Regions from separate parts of the Macaca mulatta genome. Here region 2 is linked to region 1. The links are chromatin contacts, called in public Hi-C maps. All regions are on one chromosome and are shown on one strand. The core of a region is the stretch at or near the end of the contact, and the rest is flanking DNA. Distances in the headings are between cores, read along the strand shown.

What was found. Hi-C and Micro-C count contacts between places; a contact is called where the count stands out from the background.
Region 2: a Hi-C map of blood shows a contact between it and region 1, with 2.5 times the contacts expected there. The contact joins the promoter of LNPEP here to the promoter of ERAP2 in region 1. A contact is called at or near these places in 2 of 14 Hi-C or Micro-C datasets (blood and liver).

What each region holds. Positions count from the first base shown.
Region 1 is chr6:103,227,303-103,232,047 of T2T-MMU8v2.0, reverse strand. ERAP2 (endoplasmic reticulum aminopeptidase 2) reads right to left here and starts at 2,737. Exons shown (of 19, transcript XM_015140480.3): 1 at 1,996-2,737.
Region 2 is chr6:103,289,833-103,294,577 of T2T-MMU8v2.0, reverse strand. LNPEP (leucyl and cystinyl aminopeptidase) reads right to left here and starts at 2,613. Exons shown (of 18, transcript XM_001092287.5): 1 at 1,516-2,613. The coding sequence starts at 1,534.

The DNA of each region.
Region 1 (4,745 bases), core at 1,488-3,987:
AGGCACATGTGTAATTTTAAGAGTATGCCTGAAAGTAAACTGTGCAAGATATCTCTATTTTGTCTTCATAAGTCACAAAGAATATTCTGTATATAATCTATATTCTTTGGATACCAGATATTATTATTACTTCTACTAATGGCATTGAACTTCAACTCTTTCGATAACATTATCTGAATGGCCTCATTTTATGGCTACTGGTGTAAAGGTTGCTGGTCAAGGTAGGTGTTTATCCTCAGTTTATTTTCAATATGTCAAAAGCCATTGAAATAAATTTTGAGTTTATAATATTCTCACATAATTTTTTAAAGGTTTAGTTCTTTTCCTTTACACTACTTTTGAAAGCACAATTAAATCAAACTGAATTTACTACCTTTGTAAATAGAACTAAGTTTCTTACTCTTCGAAGGGTAAAGCTATAACACATATAAAATTAGGATGACCAGCATAGTTAATTTAGGAGAATCAATTCTTACTCTCACCCTGCCACCTGCCTCTACTTACCTCCTTACTGCTCCAACTGAAACCATGAAGGTTTTCTCTGCTGCTGCTTCTTTTTATAATCCTTAACAAGTTTTGCAGTATTAATTATCCAGATAATTACTTCAATTTTTCAATTTGCAATACTAATGCAGATAACAGGTATTATTAAAGGAACACAAATAAAATAATATTAAATAAAGATACTTCTCCCTCCTTTTGAAAAACAAGCATTAAATTACTGCTACAAATCTCAATGTTCCAAGAACCTCTGATAAGTACACTCATAATTGGTCTATTAACTTGAGTTTTGGAGGGTTTAAAAAAAATGGAATGACTTATTAGGTGGGTCTGAGGCTTTGGAATCAGACCGGATTCCAATACTAAGTCCACCAACCTCACCTGTGTCATCATGGGCAAAGTTTCTGACTTTTTGAGCTTCATTGATCTCACCCATAAAACAGTGTAATAATCATGTCTTCCTCATGCTGCTATGATTAAATGAAATAATTCATGTGAAGAAGTTGGCACAGCAGAGCATGGAGCATATAGGAAGCAAGTAATGAGTGTTGGATAGGAAATTATTATTGGGATTATAACTTGCATTCAGTGACCAAAATGAAGGAGTAGCTCTGCCCCCACTTGTAGCAGACACTCCCAGAGATGTACTTGATTGATAAAAGTAGAGAGAAAAGCTTTACTCACACAGTCTTTAACTTTAGAACTAGTAAGGGTTTTAAAGACCAGCTAGTACAAGTCCTTAGTATTCAGATAAAGAAACAGGACCAGACACAGTGACTCAGGTCTGTAATCCCAGCATTTTGGGAGGCCGAGGTGGGCAGATCACCTGAGGTCAGGTATTCGAGACCAACCTCACCAACATGGTGAAATCCTGTCTCTACTAAAAATACAGCAATTAGCCGGACATGGTGGCACATGTCTGTAGTCTCAGCTACTCAGGAGGCTGAGGCACGAGAATCGCTTGAACCTGGGAGGTGGAGGTTGCAGTAAGCTGAATCGTGCTGCTGCACTCTAGCCTCGGCGACAGAGCGAGGCTCTGTCTCAAAATAAATAAATAAATACATAAATTAAATAAACAGGTAAAGAAACAGGATGGTGACTTCTCAAAATCCACACAGGAAGTTTGAAGCAGAATCAGGACTAAAACACAGCTCTTTGACCTCTAGCTTTCTATTATACTGCACTGTACCTTAAATAGCAATGCAGTGAACAAAACATCCTGGGATTGAAGAGGCAAGAATTATCACAAATGTTTAGAAAAGACAAAAAGATCTCTGAAAGAGAGTGAGTCAGTGCAGCAGAGTCTTAGATCAAGTCCCACCCTCGACTGCATACACTTTCTAATACAGCCATGCCCAATTCACCCCGGTCCTCCAGAATGTTGCCTTAGATTACAAAACCTTCTCAACACAGCAGTTCTATACCTTCAGTTCATTATTCTCATTGAAAAATTCTAATTTTAAGACAAACCCAAGAGAAATGTTGATACATTACCTTAAGTCATGCTGCTGCAGATTTGACTGAAGGAGAATTTATTTTTGCTTTCACTTTCTGTTATAAGATTCAGAACTTTGCACGCTTCCTGAGTACAGTGCTAGCTGGTTCATTATCACGCAGGTGTGAATGGAGCTTAGGATCCAAGCTTTATTCCAAAAAGGATAAGAAACTTTTTGCAGAATGCACTAATAAGTGGCTTTGGAGTATAAGCCAAACCATGGAAAGAAAGGATTGCCAGTGGCTGCCACTTCTGCTGTTATCGCCTCCGTTCCCGTATCCCCAGGGTAAAGCCTTCAGAACATACTTCATGTTTTTTAGTGCCAAGTTGCCTTAGGAATTGATCTTGAACTTCTCCTTGTGCTGCGTCCTCAGTGCTATGAAATCTGACTTCTGCCCATGCACCCGACAAATGTAACTAACTCCAAGCGTACCAAACACCTCCCAGGCAACTTCTGTGGTCTTTATCAGAGGTGATTATTCTCAATTTTTCCAGTCTGTAACCTCCCTGTCTCCTTGGGTACGAGGGGACTGTATCTCACCCTCATCTCTTTGATCTCTCTTTATCTGCCTGTTTGAGTTGGGCTTCTACTTCCTCTTTGCTCTGAATATAGACCTTCCACAAAGATGAAACCTCTGGACTTTGCTCTGCCCTCTCTTTATCCTTTCCAGTACCCAGATTTAGCATTTATCCCCATTCATCCCACATTGCTCCCATTGTGATCCCTCCTCCAAGGGTTCTGCTGCTGTAATTCCAACAGGCCGATGGACTGACATTACGTGGATGTCTAACCCTAACCTGAACCAGAACCCTAACAACTCAAACAGTGTTTTCTTTCCCCAGATTAACACCCTTTGCTTGAGCTTTATATGCTTCCAGCCTTCTTCCATTATCTGAGATTGAACCATATAGTTAGTTATTTTGATTCTGTCCCTCTCCAATTTGTTACCAAAGCCTGTGGATTTTTCCTTTTCCTTTTTTTTTTTTTTTTTTTTGAGATAGGGTCTCACTGTCACCCAGGCTGGAGTGCAGTAGTGCCATCCCAGCTCACTGCAGCCTCGAATTCCTCAGCTCAAATGATCCTCCCACCTCAGCCTCCCAAGTAGCTAGGGCTACAGGCATCCACCACTACACCCAGCTAATTTATTATTATTATTATTTTTATAGATGAGGTCTTCCTAGGTTGCTCAGGCTGGTCTCAAATTCCTAGGCTCAAGTGATCCTTCTGCCTCAGCCTCCCAAAGGGTTGGGATTACAGTCATGAGCCACCACAACTGGCCCTTTTGAATCATTTTCAATCTCGTTCTATCCAATTAAGAAAAACTCCCACTGCTTATTAAAGTAGTCCAGGTCCTCATCCTTCCTCACAATGGCCTTCGCCCATATCTTCCCAGCTTCGCAAGCTCAGCTTCTTGCAGTTTACTTGTACAATGCCACCAGATTAATCCTTTCAACTACTGCTTGACCATGCCTCCCCCACTGCTCAAGATCTTTCCTTGATTTCCCCATTTACAGAGGGGCAAGTCCTAGAGTGGGAACCATGGTGGCCGACTGGCAGCGTATATGCCAGCCTATAGTTGTTTTGTTTGAATCACAGTCTATTAAAAGGCAATATATCCATACGAGTTCTATTGTTGAGTGAAATATAGCAAGCTTAGCCCTTATTGTGTTGCAGACGCTCTTCAGAGACTTGTATCATGTGCCTTGTCCTGCTGTGGTTTGTGTTTGCAACCTATGTTTGGCCCAACAGCACATGTTGCCATGATTAGATCCTAGTTAAGTCTCAAGCTTTAATTTTTCCCCATTTCTACATTTTATTATCTCAACCTGAATGAACAAGTCGATAATGTAGAAGGGGCAGAAAGCAAGGCAGTTACCTACACCTAAGGCCCGAGGCATAAGACTGAATGGGGTCCCTCAGAGCTGCATTTCACGTAGTGAGAGGGACACCACAGGAAGGGGGATGGCTGGAAACCAGTGAGTGGGAAAAAGAAGGGGACAAAGAGGACAAAGAAGAGGAGGCCCCAAGGGCTTATCTACGGACTCTAACTCTACAGGGTGTGGGGGCAAGTAGAAGAGGTATAGGAGGCTGGGAGTATTTCTGTGATATTCCTTGTCACAGGATCCAGCCTAGCTGTGGGTATGTGGGCGAGTGCATGTGTGTTTTCAGAGCTCTCTCCTGCCCACTGGAACAGAAGTGGTGGTGGAGAATGAAGAAACAGGCTATGGAATTGAGATGCAGAATCCTAGAAGTGAAAATTGAGCAGGATTCAAGTACTTTGCAGCTTATTTAAAAGAGTTTCTCAGCAAAATGGGCTCCTAACTTTTCTTTGCTTTGCTTTGCTTTCTTTCTTCCTTTCTTTCTTTTCTTGTTTCTTCTTTTCTTTTCTTTGGGATAAGCTTTGGGAGGTTTGTGGCTTAGGGAATTCATGTCTCAGTTTTCCATTTCATCCTGGTCTCTGAATTGTCTCTTACTCAGAGAGACCCTCCTTGTTGGCTCTAAGGCAGTACCACCCCTCTCTAAATCCACCCTGCCACCACCGAGGCCTATCCCGTCAGCCTGCTTTATGTTTCTTCTTAGCATTGGTCAGTTCCTGATACTTCGTTATATAGTTGTTTGTTTGTTTTCTTGTCTCCTCACTAGAACATAAGCTTTTTGCAGGTAGCAAGTCTGCCCTCTAACTGCCGAGTGCCCAGTCTAGAGCAGAGCCTGCCATGTAAGAGACCCTCAACAAATGTTAGCTGAGTG
Region 2 (4,745 bases), core at 1,364-3,863, 63 kb before region 1:
ACTAATCTTGACCAAATGGGTGAGTCAGCCTTGTCACTGAGAATTTTTTTTTTTTAATTTAGATGAAATTTCACATTTAAAAACATGGTAACTCCAAGCATTCTACCAAGAACAAAGAATAAGCATTGAAATAGTCACTTACAAGGACTTAACGACTTATATTAAACATATTTTACACTAAAGTACTAGATGGTCTCTCTAGTTCCTTTTAGCTCAAACCTTCCTTAATTCTTCGAGTAACTTCACCAGACTATTCTTTAAGTTTTAGTAATTACAAACAGAACCTGAATGAGAAAAACAATTCAGAATTAAAGTTGTTATCAGTAAGCCTAATTAAACAGTACAGACAGAAAGATGGCAGTAGAATAAAGCATTCTATATTAAGAGAAGGGAGAATATAATCAGTAGTTCGCAGCCTCATGAATGAAGCACAGCATACAACAAAGTCTGGCTGGGATTTGGGTAACTAACGTACCTAAACAGGGACAGACTGAGGCCCCTATTAATGGGATACTCTACTTGAAGTAACCAACCATACTCAGGAAAACATGTCAACCAGAGAGTGAATCCTCTAATTTTAGTGGGTCGTCTCCCTTACTGGCAGTTTTCCTACTTTCTATCTTAAAAGGGAATCCACACACTCAACACCGCAAAATGGTAAGACATCTCATCTCACCCCTGTATCGTGGGTCTGGCACTTCTGGGTCGCACAAAAGCCATCGTTCTAACTAGTGTGGGATTTATGCCCCCCATTCAGTGAAGGGCTGTCTGTGGCTGTTTGCAGGGTGCAGGCTCCCTACGTTGACTCTCGCTTCCTGTCACACAGTGGTATCACCGTGACGGACCCTTGACATGAACAAGTCTTTGACTGAAAAACTGATATGATCTGCAGCCAGTGAGGGGAAGCGTGGTGGCCCGGCGGAGTACCTCGGCAGGGTCAGCAGGGTGACACTGCGGGAAGGCACCTCTGCGGCCCCGAGCGAGGTGAGCAAGCCTTTCCTGAAGTTTTCCTTCCTTCCACAACATTAACCTGCCAAGCCTCCCACCCCCACCCCGCCCTATTAGGAAAAGTCACGCCGGCAGCTCACTGAAGGGCAGGGGGACAGCTCCTGGCGCCCCACAAAAGTTGGGCTCGGCGGCTGCCACAGCTTAAAGCTCCTGCAGGACAGTCGGCCCGACACCGCCTCCTCCGGGGGCAAACCTGAGCTGCCAACTTTCCCACTGCCCACTCCTCTGCGCACAGCAGCCCAAACTTTGCGGTTCGCCCACCGGCCGCACCCCGGGCGAGCGGCGGCGGCGCTGACCTTCACGCCAGCTCCGGGTCCCGCACTGGCCGCCGCCCGCCCCCCGAACCTCCCTGCCTCCCCTAGATCCCTCTGCCTGCCTCCCCCAACCCTCGTGGGAAGCCCGCGGTGTGGGGGGTGACGGCAGCAGCCCGATCCCGCGTATCACGACTGCCCACGACCCTCGGGGCTCCGGAGAGCCTGGGTCCCGGCGCCTCGGCTGCCCACTCACCATTGGTGAAGGGCTCCATTTTCCCCCCGCCGCGGCTCCTCACAGCCCGAGCGCCCGAGCTTCCTACTCCGAAAGCTGAGGCGGCCCAGCCGACTGAGCATGCCCAGCGCGGCCTCCAGGGGCTGCCAGGGAGGTGCCGCGAGGGGCGGCGCCGCTCCGCCGCTCGGTGGCTCCGCCGTTCCGGGTTTTCGTGGCGGCTGCAGAAAGAGCGAGGGAAGCAAGAGGGAAATGCACAGTCTAACCCCCGGCGGCTCAGCGGAGAGGCGAGGTGGGAGCGGGTGCGCGCTGGGGCGGGGCCTGGGCGGGGCCGGGAAAGCCCCGCCCCGTCACTGCCTGAAGTGGACCTGGCTGCGGCGCTCTCCCTGGCCGGGAACCGTGTTCAGTCACTCAACAATTGTGGAGCCCTACTGCGACCCGCCCGATTCTGGACGCCGAGACACCCGCACTGCGCCAGAAAACATGGTCCCAGTCCCAGGTGCGGACATTCCAGAAACAGACCATAAATAAACACAGAAGACACACGAGTGTAAAGTCAGTGCCCCGCTGCGCATTAAATCGGGGTGACGTGATGGCGAGTGAGTGGGTAGCTAATTCGGATGGCTTGGTGGGACACGGCCTCGCTGAGCAGGTGCCACTGAAGCCGAGGTCTGAAGGCAGAGCAGGAACCTGCGGGCGAAGGTCGCTATCCGAACTGCGAATCGCCGGTTTCCCTGGGGAGGTTGGCCGCCGAGGGATCACTTTTCGAAGGACCGAGGGAACGGGCGCTGTAGGTCTTTTCGGCAGGGATGCCCTCCCGCATCATAGTGCCCCGGGAGGGCGGTGAGGAGGAGACGGAAGAGAGGGCAGGGACCCCGCAGGGCCGAGGGCTCCCCGGGGTCCAGGGCCGAGGGCGCCCTGGGGTCCAGTCCCGGGGCTGGCGGCTGCGGGCGCGGCCTCTAGGTGCGGGCGGATAACAAAACCCGGCGCCGGATCGCCCGGGCCGGATCACAGGCGCCGCAGGATGTGGGCAGAAGGCCTGCCTGTTCCAAGCCTTAAATCAACACCTGCGGTTCCCGGGGGTGCCACCGCTGGGGCTCGCAGCAAGGCTCCGCGGCGCTAGGCCCGAGAAACCGAAACTCCCCTAGTCGCCCCTGCCCCCCAGCTCTCGCGCAATTGCCTCCAGCCCCGAGCCACCATTGTTTCCAGTGCCAAATCGGGCAGCCCCGCTAGCCTCCGGGGCCGAACCGCCAGGGGCCCCGTGAGCCCCCAGGAGGCTCTTCGGGGAAGGCTTCCTTTTCCCCCTCTCGGTCTGCGCATCGCCACCACCCTCGCTGCAGAGGCCGCCGCCCTCCCAGCGCGCCACCACCGCTTCCTCTGCCTCTTCCCCTCCCTCAGCCCCGGCCCCTGCATTGACTTGGCTCGGGCTGCGCCTCACTGCGCCTGCCAACTGTCACACGCTCCGAGGCTGTCAACAGCGGGGCGCCAGGGACAAACAAGCCGCGGCGAGCGCAAACAGCCTGCGCAAACAGGGACGGCCAGGGTGTTGTTTGACCAGCACTGGAATTGGAAACTAGGTTTCGAAGAAGTCAAATCGAAGTACAATATTGTATTTTAAACTGTCTGTTGTTATTACATCCCTCACAATCCACGCTCTACTTGAAACTTCCAGTGCATACCAACTGCACTTAGAAAAAAAAAAAATGAAACTCCTTGCCTAACTCTGGGACCTCATCAGCACATTCTCACCATGTTTTGGTCACAGAGGCCTTCATGCTGTTCCTGGAAGTCGCCAAGTTCCATCCATCATTGTTAATCATTCCTTTTGCTCGCTCTTCGCACAAGAGCCGTTTCTTTTGCTTAGTACTTTGCCTACTGATTCCATCTTGTCATTTAAGTCTCAGCTCAGATGTCACCTCTGCAAAGAACCCTTGTCTGACCATACATCTAAAATAGCCACACTCTATAAAGACTTGGCCTTGCTTTATTTCCTTCTCAGCCCTCATCACTGTCTGAAACAACGTTGTGGATTTGTTGTTTATTATCAGTCTCCCTCTCAAGAATGCAAGCTTTGTGAGGGCAGGGTCGTAATCCTTTTTAAAGCTGTATCCCCAATGCGTGGGTAAGTATACAATAAATAATTTTTGCGTGAATAAGTGAAGGACGTAGTGGTGTTTAGAGTTCACTTCCACTGCTGCAAGCCCTTCCAGTTAATGACTCCATACTGAATGATGTGTTTGATCAGTACAGAGAAGGTTTCTGTATCATATGATATGTCAGAGTTGCTGTCTTCCTAATGTGTGAAAGGTAATCAGAGCCCTTAGGCTGGCCCCTTGTGCTGGCATTTCAGAACCAAAAATAGTGAACCACAGGGGCTGATGTATCCCAGTTCAGATATTATACAGTATATGCAGAGCTAGATTTTGTTAACATACTTCACACATTGTATTGCTTAAATAAGATGCTCTTCTCTATATTTTAGGTCATGTCATATTCTCTTGGAGTTATTTTTGCAACCAAACCACTTAGTATAGGAGATATTTAAAACACCGCAGCTTGTTAAATCGCCTCACCTCACATCACCTGTAACCTACAGTCTACCATGCTTTTAAGTGTGAAACATGTTACCTTGTGTTTTGTTTTAAATATCCCAACTCTGCAGAGATATGTGGTAAAAAATGCGCTAGCGAATATAGGTAGATCATTATGTCTTTTTGAGATTTCTTTGACAAAGAGACAAATGATTTTTTTGCCAACCTCTTGCCTCCCACCCCTCCCATTCCTTCACACACACGAAGACAAGAAGGACCATTTCAAGACATGTAAAAATACAAAAAATAAAATTAGCCAGGCATGGTGGCGCACACCTGTAATCCCAGCTATTCCGAAGGGTGAGACTTGAGAAGCTGAGGCATGAGAATTGCCTGAACCCGGGAGGTGGAGGTTGCAATGAACTGAGATCGCACCACTGCACTCCAGCCTGGGCGACAGAGCAAGACTCCATCTCAAAAAAAAAAAAAAAAAAAAAAAAGGCCTGGTGCGGTGGCCCACACCTGTAATCCCAGCACTTTGGGAGGCCAAGGCGGGTGGATCACGAGGTCAGGGGATCGAGACCATCCTGGCTAATACGGTGAAACTCCGTCTCTACTAAAAATAAAAATTAAAAAAAAAAAAAATTAGCCGGGCGTGGTGGCGGGCGCCTGTAGTCCCAGCTACCGAAGGCTGAGGCAGGAGAATAGCGTGAACCCGAGAGG